Linked DNA regions of Zea mays: region 2 is linked to region 1. Evidence: chromatin contacts called from public Hi-C data. All regions are on one chromosome and are shown on one strand. The core of a region is the stretch at or near the end of the contact, and the rest is flanking DNA. Distances in the headings are between cores, read along the strand shown.

What was found. A called contact is a pair of places that touch in the nucleus more often than the background predicts.
Region 2: a contact with region 1 is called in a Hi-C map of leaf, with 7 times the contacts expected there. The contact joins the enhancer-like site here to the promoter of LOC100193014 in region 1. A contact is called at or near these places in 2 of 25 Hi-C or Micro-C datasets (endosperm and leaf).

The regions. Positions count from the first base shown.
Region 1 is chr4:65,866,043-65,871,470 of Zm-B73-REFERENCE-NAM-5.0, reverse strand. It overlaps LOC100193014 (histone2b 2), which reads left to right and starts at 3,084. Exons shown (of 1, transcript NM_001138182.1): 1 at 3,084-3,851. The coding sequence starts at 3,165. The coding sequence ends at 3,617.
Region 2 is chr4:65,945,394-65,950,821 of Zm-B73-REFERENCE-NAM-5.0, reverse strand. No RefSeq gene overlaps it. Among protein-coding and RNA genes, the nearest start is that of LOC103653334, 29 kb to the left of the region's middle. Within about 2 kb of position 2,016, at least 19 of the 20 cell types and tissues checked have an H3K27ac peak or open chromatin away from gene starts, as enhancers often do. A contact at or near this core is called in leaf, where this site is marked.

The DNA of each region.
Region 1 (5,428 bases), core at 1,835-4,334:
ATCACTCCATATCAAATGTGCTTTTGGTTGAGTCTTTGAATTTTAATTTACTATCCGTAGCTCAATTATGTGATTTAGGATTTAGTTGCAATTTCACCGTTGATGATGTTATTATCTCTAGTGTTGATGGTAGCAATCTTAAGTTTAAAGGTTTTAGATATGAAAATCTTTACCTTGTTGATTTCTCATCTAGTGAGGCAAAGCTCACACCTTGCTTATTCTCAAAGGCTTCACTAGGTTGGTTATGGCATAGAAGACTTGGTCATGTTGGAATGAAGCAACTCAATCGTTTAACCAAACATGATTTAGTCCGTGGCTTGAAAGATGTGAAATTTGAGAAGAACAAATTGTGTAGCTCTTGTCAAACCAGGAAGCAAGTGGCAAATACTCATCCAAATAAAAGTCAAATGTCTACTCATCGACCTTTGGAATTACTTCACATGGATTTATTTGGGCCAACATCGTTTGTGAGTATCGGCGGTAATTCCTATTGCCTTGTGATTGTTGATGATTATTCTAGATTCACTTGGGTTTACTTTCTTCGGGATAAATCTAATATGTTTGAAACATTCAAATCATTTGCTATATTGGCTCAAAACCAATTTGATTTTGATATCAAGAAAGTTAGAAATGATAATGGGTCGGAATTCAAAAATGCTAGAATTGATGAATATTGTGATGACAAGGGTATTAAACATGAATTTTCTTCCAAATATACTCCGGAACAAAATGGTATTGTTGAAAGAAAGAATAGGACTCTCATTGATATGGCTAGGTCTATGTTAGCCGAATATAATGTGTCGGATTCTTATTGGGCCGAAGCAATAAACACCGTATGTCACTCATCAAATAGGCTATATTGTCACAAGCTTTTGAAGAAAACTCCCTATGAATTGCTCATTGGTAGAAAGCCAGATATCTCATATTTCAGAGTATTCGGTTGCAAATGCTATATTTTGAGAAAGGGAAACCGACTCTCTAAATTTGAGAAGAAAATGTGATGAGGGTTTTCTACTTGGATATTCATCAAATAATAAGGCTTATAGAGTTTTTAACAATACTCATGGTATTATTGAAGAAGCATATGATGTTGAGTTTGATGAAACTAATGGGTCTCAAGATGAAAGCAATAATCTTGATGATGTTGGTGAAACTCAATTAAAAAATACTATGAAAACAATGGCCATTGGTGAAATAAAGCCAAAGGAAGATGATGATAAAAATAGTGTGGTTGTCATTCCATCCTCTTCAACCCTAAATGAAGAAAATCACCAAAGCCAACAGAATGATGAAATAATGGATACTCATGATCAAGATACTTCGAGTCACTCGGTTCCTCCTGTTCCTTCAACTAGCAATTATCAAACAGTATCAAGAATTCATCATTCTATTGTGAAGGATCACCCGGTTGATCAAATTGTGGGTGATATTAGTAAGGGTGTTCAAACTCACTCTTGTATAGCTTCATTTTGTGAACATTTCTCTTTTGTATCTTGTATGGAACCTAACCGTGTAGATGAAGCTCTACTTGATGTTGATTGGGTGAATGTAATGCATGAAGAATTAAATAACTTCACTCGAAATGAAGTTTGGGAACTTGTTGAGAGACCAAAGAACCACAACGTTATTGGTACAAAATGGGTGCTTCGCAACAAGCACAATGAAGATGGATTAGTAGTAAGAAACAAGGCAAGATTAGTTGCACAAGGGTATACTCAAATAGAGGGATTGGATTTTGGTGAGACATTTGCTCCCGTGACATGATTGGAAGCAATCCAGATCCTTCTTGCTTATGCTTGTGCTCATAATATCAAACTCTACCAAATGGATGTAAAGAGTGTCTTTCTAAATGGTAAGATTAGTGAACTAGTGTATGTTGAACAACCTCCCAGTTTTGAGGACCCCAAAAGTCCTAACCACGTGTACAAGCTTTCTAAAGCTCTATATGGGCTTAAGCAAGCCCCACACGCTTGGTATGAAAGGCTTAGAGATTTATTGCTTTTCAAAGACTTTAAAATTGGGAAGGTTGACACTACCCTATTCACTAAAAAAATTGGCAAAGATTTGTTTGTTTGTCAAATTTATATTGATGATATTATTTTTGGATCTATTAATGAATTGTTTTGTGAGTAATTTGGAAAAATGATGTCAAAAGAATTTGAAATGTCTATGATAGGAGAATTGAGCTTCTTCCTTGGTCTTCAAATCAAACAACTGAAAGATGAAATCTTTATAAGTCAATCAAAATATTTGAAGGATATGCTCAAGAAGTTTGGTTTAGAGAATGCAAAGTCTATCAAGACTCCTATGGCAACAAATGACTATCTAGACTTAGATGAGGGAGGTACTATGGTTGATCAAAAACTTTTTCGCTCAATAATTGGTAGTTTGCTTTATATTACCGTATCTAAGCCTGATGTTATGTTTAGTGTTTACATGTGTGCTCGATTTCAAGCTTCCCCTAGAGAGATTTACTTGAAGGCCGCAAAAAGAATTCTAAGAACTCCAAATCTTATAAAAATTCTCCAAATCCAAACAAGTCACAAAATCTATTTTATTGCATCGTAAAAAAAGTCATAAACAATTCAAAAAATTGCAGTCCAAATCTAGCCTCCTTTACGACAAAGAAAAAGTAAAGAAAATTTGCAGGATTAAAAATCCTATAGAAAATTTTACTATATGACTCTTTGAAACAAAGGATTGAGTATCCAAATCCTATAATTTTTTTTGTGGAATATAGAGAGATTTTGGAGGATTTTTGTCTTGATTTTTTATGAAATTGCAAGTATTATACAATCATATTCATATGGTTTTCCTAAGCGCTGCGCAGCGTGGCAAGCCTGCAGAATTTCAAATTGGCAACGGCGCGCCGGCGGAAAAGCATTTCATTTCCCTCCGTCTTCTCCCGCCCCCTCTCTCCACCATGTCAGCGATCCGCGTGAGAAGCGCATCTCGACCGTCCGTGCGAAGAAGCACCAACGTTCCACACCGTTTGAAGCCAGCGATCCGCGGCACCTGCCTCTCCACCAATCACGCTCACCTCTCCCGTCCTATAATAAGCGCATCGCCCCAAGCCACCATCCCCAACTACGGTAACTCGTCTGCTCGCATTTCCTCCCAATCCATCCCGCCTCCAAACCCGAACTCCAAGTCGCCCCGCATCGATGGCGCCCAAGGCCGAGAAGAAGCCCGCGGCGAAGAAGCCGGCGGAGGAGGAGCCCGCTGCCGAGAAGGCGCCGGCCGGGAAGAAGCCCAAGGCGGAGAAGCGTGTCCCAGCAGGCAAGTCCGCCGGCAAGGAGGGCGGCGAGGGAAAGAGGGGCCGGAAGAAGGGCAAGAAGAGCGTGGAGACCTACAAGATCTACATCTTCAAGGTGCTGAAGCAGGTGCACCCGGACATCGGCATCTCCTCTAAGGCCATGTCCATCATGAACTCCTTCATCAACGACATCTTCGAGAAGCTCGCCGCCGAGGCCGCCAAGCTCGCGCGGTACAACAAGAAGCCCACCATCACCTCCCGTGAGATCCAGACCTCCGTGCGCCTCGTCCTCCCCGGGGAGCTCGCCAAGCACGCCGTCTCCGAGGGCACCAAGGCCGTCACCAAGTTCACCTCGTCCTAGGCTGCGTGGCCTCCGCTTGCAGGCTTCCCTCGTATGTTCGCGTGTCTTGCTGTAGTTAGGTGCTGCTGTGTCTGGTCTCCTCCGGTAGCAACTGTTATCTGATGGAACAGTAACAATGCTTATTGAATCCAGCTAGTTGCTTATTTGTGGATCCTCTCTCTTTGTTGTTGGCCACCTTTATCTCGTGATGTTTGTGTGCATGTGAATACTCTGAATGTGCATTTCGAAGTTTGAGAAGTTACGACGCGTTACTGCCATTCCTGTGAATGTTTCGGTTGTGCACTTGTAGAATTTGGGGTAATTTCTAATTCGCGATCGAACATGTTTTGAGAAGTTATATAGTAATTTGCAGGCTGTAAATTGCTCTAATGTAGGCCGGGTTGTTTGTCGTGGCTTCAAATTTCCTTCCTGTTAACCCGGTCATGCTATATGTTTCCAAATGAAATTTCCACTTCATGCTAGTCGCTTAGCACTGGGTGGCGCAGAGTACTAGCTGCATCTCATTCAAATTCTCGGTGACCCTGTCTCCATTACTGTATCTTGTGTTTAACGAATTTTGTATTGATAAAACGGTAGCTGAATCACCTAATTTCTAACAACTTTGCCCTTTTTATTTATCACCGAATTTTGTAGTGATAAAACGGTAGCTAAATCTCAGTACTTTGATTTAATTCCATACTCAATTTCTTGTTCGTTGTCGTTGTGCTATCATTAGTAGGCATGGTGGTTGGTGATTTCGGAGATGTGATGCTCATGTGGTGAAGAGCGAATGATTTCTGTGGCCAATTCCTTCTGTACCCGTTGGTAACGTTACAGCTAAAATATCAGCACTATTGAAGGATACAGTATTTAACATTGCTGTTCTATTTTTTTTGAGTATTTTGAATCCAATGAACTCACCAATAAATTTCTTAACGTTTTTGTATTTTTTCCTTGAATTTCAGGTCGTTCGAATCTGAACATATTGATGTGCTGCATACTCTTCTGGAGCACCATTTGATTTTGATCCTCTCCGATGGCGTTATTACACAGAACGCTATGCTGCATGCCTCAACCATCTGGTCAAGGAAACCCCCACCTCCGCAAGGGCGCACCATTGTCTGCCTCCGCAAGGGCGCAATGTTCGGTACCCCAGGTGCCCATAGTTCCTTACTTTTCTGAAATTGGATCCTTGATCTTTGCAGTTTCTTCTCTTTAACCACTTTATTATTTTTTAGATTTATTTATTTGTGTTACGTTACGTGCTAATTTCTCTGACTGCCACTGTGCCACAGATGCTAGGGTCCAACACAATCCTCTTTTTGTTCGGTGCAACTATGCTTACCAATAGTTTTCATACAGATACAGGAGTAATCACTAACCACTGATAGGCTGGCTATGCTTTACAACTTCATCAGTCTATGGGCAATCTTTTTTTCTTTTTCTCATTTTGGGTTCCTTCTTGTTTATTAACAATCATTGGGGTCAAGAATGCTGCCACAACATGTGACTTATTAGAGTATCTCAAACAAGGTGACCTAAAAAAATGCCCTATAAATTAAAAATACTGATGTTTTAAATAATTTAGGTCACCATAAAAAGGTTGAACTTCAGCAGTAAAGCCTCAAACGAGATAAATAACTGAAACCGGGTGACTTTCTCCCGCCATCATCATATCACGCGCCTAATTTTCTCCCCCACGCAAACCTTTCCCCCCTGCGCCAGCACAACAAATTAGCACATAAGCGTGAGAAACAAATATGATTAAAGTATCAGAAACAAATATGATTCAAGTACCAGAAACAAAATATGATCGAAGATCCAAAAACAGA
Region 2 (5,428 bases), core at 767-3,266, 80 kb before region 1:
GCCCAACGTTTCATATTTTAGAGTCGTCGGGAGCAAATGCTTTATTCTTATTAAAAGAGGTAGAAGTTCTAAATTTGCTCCTAAAGCAGTAGAAGGCTTTTTATTAGGATATGACTCAAACACACGGGCATATGGAGTCTTCAACAAATCCATTGGATTAGTTGAAGTTTCTTGTGACATTGTGTTTGATGAGACTAATGGCTCCCAAGTGGAGCAAGTTGATCTTGATGAGCTAGATGATGAAGAGGTTATGTGCGTCGCACTAAGGAACATGTCCATTGGGGATGTGTGTCCTAAGGAATCCGAGGAGCTGTCACAAGAACAAGATCAACCATCATCTTCCATGCAAGCATCTCCACCAACTCAAGATGAGAACGAGGCTCAAGAAGAAGAGGATGAAGATCAAGAAAATGAGCCACCTCAAGAGGAGGACATTGATCAAGGGGGAGATGACAATGAAGACAAGGAAGATGATCAAGAAATAAGGGATCAAAGACCGCCACACCCAAGAGTCCACCAAGAAATTCAAAGAGATCACCCCGTCAATTCCATACTTGGTGACATTCATAAGGGGGTAACCACTAGATCTTGAGTTGCTCATTTTTGTGAACATTACTCTTTTGTGTCTTATATTGAGCCATACAGGGTTGAGGATGCATTAAGAGATCTAGATTGGGTGGTGGCTATGCAAGAGGAGCTCAACAACTTCACAAGGAATGAGGTATGACATTTAGTTTCACGTCCTAATCAAAATGTTGTAGGTACCATATGGGTATTCCGCAACAAGCAAGATGAGCATGGTGCGGTGACAAGGAACAAAGCCCGACTTGTGGCAAAGGGATATTCACAAGTCGAAGGTTTGGACTTCGATGAAACTTATGCACCCGTAGCTAGGCTTGAGTCAATTCGTATATTACTTGCTTATGCTACTTTCCATGGCTTCAAGCTTTATCAAATGGACGTGAAAAGTGCCTTCATCAATGGCCCTATCATGGAAGAGGTCTATGTTGAGCAACCTCCCGGCTTTGAAGATAGTGAGTATCCTAACCATGTTTATGTAAGGCCCAAAATTTGTATGAGAAAAAATAATTATAAAATAAATATATGAAGAAAAAAATAGTAAATTCAGAAATCTCGAATTAAACTTGAGTACTGAAAACCGAGGACTGAATTTAGAAAACCAAGAATTATATTAGAAAAGAAGTAATAGAAGAGTTTTCTATGCATCTAAATGATTATGCATAACATTAACTAATGCACCATAAGCATTCATTTACATGAATATCTAATTTTGAAGTAACTTTAATTCCTATCCCACAATCAAAATACTATGTTCCTAAAAAGAAAGGAACAATAGGAGTGTGTTTCATATTTCTAACATCTATCAAATAAATAAAATAATTAAAATAAATATACATCTATTGCATCATAGTTGATTTTGAGTATGTATTAAAGAATTGAATTCCTAAACTTTATCTTGGATTTGAGTTTTAAATTTGTAAATCAAAAGGGGATAGAAAATAGAGAATGATAAGGAAATTCTAAAATTTAGAAAAGGGAGAGAATATAAATATATTAAAGAAAAATATCGATAAATAAATATAATCCTTCAGGCTAGTACTTTACTTGTGACTTAGAATTTGGACTGTGAACTTTAAACTTGAATTGAAAGGTGAAATTAGAAATTGAGAACGAAAATGTTTATGAACTCTATATTTCTCCTATAAATAGATGACAAGGATGATAATAAATAAAAATATTGGAAATATAATATAATCACAATTGAATGTTAATCAATATTTTAAATTCAGAAATTTAAAAAGGAAATTTAAAATTCAGTTTGAATCTTTAAAATTGGAATTAGAAAAGAAATGAAAAGGAAAAGGAGGAAAACTATCTAAATTGGGCCACAGATCTGGCATTCGGCCCACTTCCCTTCTCCCCCACTCCCACATAGCCCACTAGCGATGTTTCACTGATTGGCAGGACCCGCTGTCCAGTCTTCCCCTCTCCGTGTACCTCTCTCTTTTCTTCCTGACAGTGGGCCCCGTTCGACTGTGCCTCGTCCGATCCGCGCGGGTGCTGGACTCACCGTTGAGACGCTGGTGCGTGGGGCCCAGGGCGCAGTGACCCCATTTTTCTCTTCTTCTCTCCCGACTGCAACAGATCGCGACGGGCTCGCCACCGGAAATCTCTCGCGCTCCACCTAGGAAGGTTCGTGCTGACCGCTGGGGACCTATTGTCAGTCCCTTTTTCTCATGTTCCCCTTTTCCCATCTAGCCGACTCGTGGACCGCGTTGTCAGCACCATCGCATCCGCGATTATGGCGGATCACGCCAACAACCTTCCACAGAATGCCGACCGAAATCCTCGCGTGCCTCAGTGGTATTGTGGCCGCCGACCGGGATATAAAACCGCCCTTGTGCGCCTCGTTGACCGGCCGCAACTCACACGCGGAAGCGACCTCCACTATCGCCGTGAACCACTCCGCCGAAGCCAAATCACCGCCGCAGTAGTCCACCCAATTGCTTCGCCGCTGCGCTCTTGGAAGGTGTTCCTAGCCATTGCCGTGGTCGCGCTGTGCGTATTGGGCGCCTCGGCGGGGGTAGATTTTTGTCGTGCGGCTCCAGATTTCTCACTAGTGTCCCGACGTGTCGTGGTGCCACCGCAGGCCAAACAGTCGCCCAACCCTTCGGTATGAGCTTTCCCATGTTCTTCCCCATGATCTTAGTTGCGGGTAGCCTCAGTTTGTGTAGAATTTGGGAACCAGCGCGCGACCGTGGCCTCACCGGCGATACCTCCACCGCGATACTCGGCGGCGTCGCCGTCTATCGGTAAAGGAGATTGGGGAGAACCGCGTGGGTCGTTGATCGGTTGATGTACGGTCGAGATCGAAGGGTAGGTAACGTTTCGGCCAATTACATGGTGGTCGTTAGATCGTGATCTGAAGGATGGCAGTGAATATTGGTTCGGGTAGCGTTGGATCTAATCCTGGCCACTGGATTTAGATCTGATGGCCGAGGCGGCGCCATACCCATTCGGCTGGTTAGTTTTGCATCTAGGTCCTTACATTATTTTAGAATCAACCTGCAGTCCTCGGGCGCTGTTCACTAGGTCTGGGAATTTATTGCATCGAGGCCCTTGCACTCTCTGATTTTCATGTGCCTGGTCTAGGGAGTCTTTAAATCAGAGGAATTTAATTGGAAATGTATTTTTAAGGTAAAAATAAATGTTAGAAATTGTATAATCTATAGAAAACTCATATGAAATCCAAATCAATACATTCCAATTTCTATAATTTTATAATATTATTGTTTATCAATTAGTGCCACTGTTTTGACATGAAAGTCACATTAAAATTTATATCCTATTTAATCTTGTACAAAACACATAGAATCTTTAGAAAATCATAACTCCTTCGTTTTAATTCCGAATTGACTCGTTCCAGTTGCGTTAGTCTTGTATAAATATTTACTATGCAATAACAACATTTATTGTGCCTTGTCTCATTCTTCTATAATTGGATCTTTATTTAGCTTTTGTTGGTTAGTCTTGTTAAATTGCTTACCATTATAACCTACTAGAATAAGATCTATGGTCAATTTGTAACTTAGATTAAAGTTGAGATAATTAATTATAGAATATTCTCCTATATGGGATATCCTAACCAATTTATAATATAGTTTAATATTTTAATCACATAGATCTTCCATAGGTCATAACTTCTAAACCATGACTCCGATCTTAGTAGTTCTCGATCCCACGATCTCGTAGCATCGCGTAGATCATTATTATTCAGTTTGTACTTATGGTTGGTGTGATGTTAATTTTGTATATACCATGTTTGTTTGTATTGCAACGACTAGCAATGAGGTCACGAGGATCTGAAGAATCATCCTGGTACCTGGAATCTCAAGTGCTAGGCAAGTTGTGCCCTTGACCACTTTTATTACCCAATAATGTTCTTTAATACCACTTATTCATGCATAGGTTTATTTTTTATGGGACCCAATAGGTCACCCTAGTTTGTTTATCATTTTCTCTTGTTTACCCCTGAATCATTTGGGTAGTTATGCTATTGTTTTACATGGTTTTGGGTTAATATTTCATTATATTCATGTTTCTATTATTTTGTTGTGATATTTATGTTCATGATAAGATCATTATGTTAATGGGAACATGGAGAACCACCCGGGAAAACGTGCCACCACAAGGGAGGAATGGGACCCCTTGGCTAACTAATTAGGAAAGCTAGTGGAAGACTACCTTACTCGAAAGGGGCAAGGGCAGTAGGGGAGTTGCATGCAGGGAGGTTCTCGGGTTGATTTTGCTGCGATGGCGGTCAGATGAGGGATTCTTGCAAGTGCTCTTCCCATAAACTGTAGCTGGTTTTCGGAAGCTAGTGGAACTTTGTAAAGGTCTCGTAGTGGATCCCTAGCCATTCACCTCGGTAGTGTCTAAGGGCCTTGCAAACCCTGGCGACATGGGATACATGACTTGGGGGTACATGATACAACCTCTGTGGAGTGTAAAACTGGTATACTAGCCGTGCTCATGATCATGAGTGACTCGGACACTCACATGACTAATTTATGGAACTTAAATTCAATTTTTCATTTTCATTGCATGGGATTATTTATTAATTTTGTTCTATTATTTATTATGGTTTGGTATTCACTTACATTTAGTAACTGCTAATAAAATTTGACCAACTTATTAAAAGCAACACTCAACTTTAACCCCTATTGTTGATATGCCTTACACATCACATGAACTCCCACCTTTGGTAAGTTCATGCCACATTATTCCCCATAACTTATTAAGCGATGAACATGTGTGAGCTCACCCTTGCTATCTCACATCCCCCCATAGGAGAAGAACAGGTGGTTCAAGAGGAGCCACACAACGAGGAGTTCGATTCGATCTAGGTGGCGTCTCCCAGTTGACTTATTGGCGCCAAGGATGGACTTAGTTCGTTCCATATTTATAATTTATTTTGTAAGACTTCTGCTATGTAATAGGTACTCTGATTATATTGTGACATTTATCTCTATACACTCTGTTATTATATGTGTTGTCTTCTTTGGCGCATATATGAGATGCACTCGGCTTTGTCCCTTAAAACCGAGTGTGATAGTTTATAAGCTCTCAAAGGCACTTTATGGGCTCAAGCAAGCCCCAAGAGCATGGTATGAATGACTGTGAGACTTTCTTATCACTAACAGCTTGAAAGTCAGAAAAGCTGATCCTACTCTCTTCACTAAAACTATTGCAAAAGACTTGTTTATATGCCAAATTTATGTTTATGATATTATATTTGGGTCTACTAACAAGTCAACTTGTGAATAGTTTAGTAGGATCATGATACAGAAATTCGAGATGTCTATGATGGGGGAGTTGAAGTATTTCCTTGGATTTCAAATCAAGC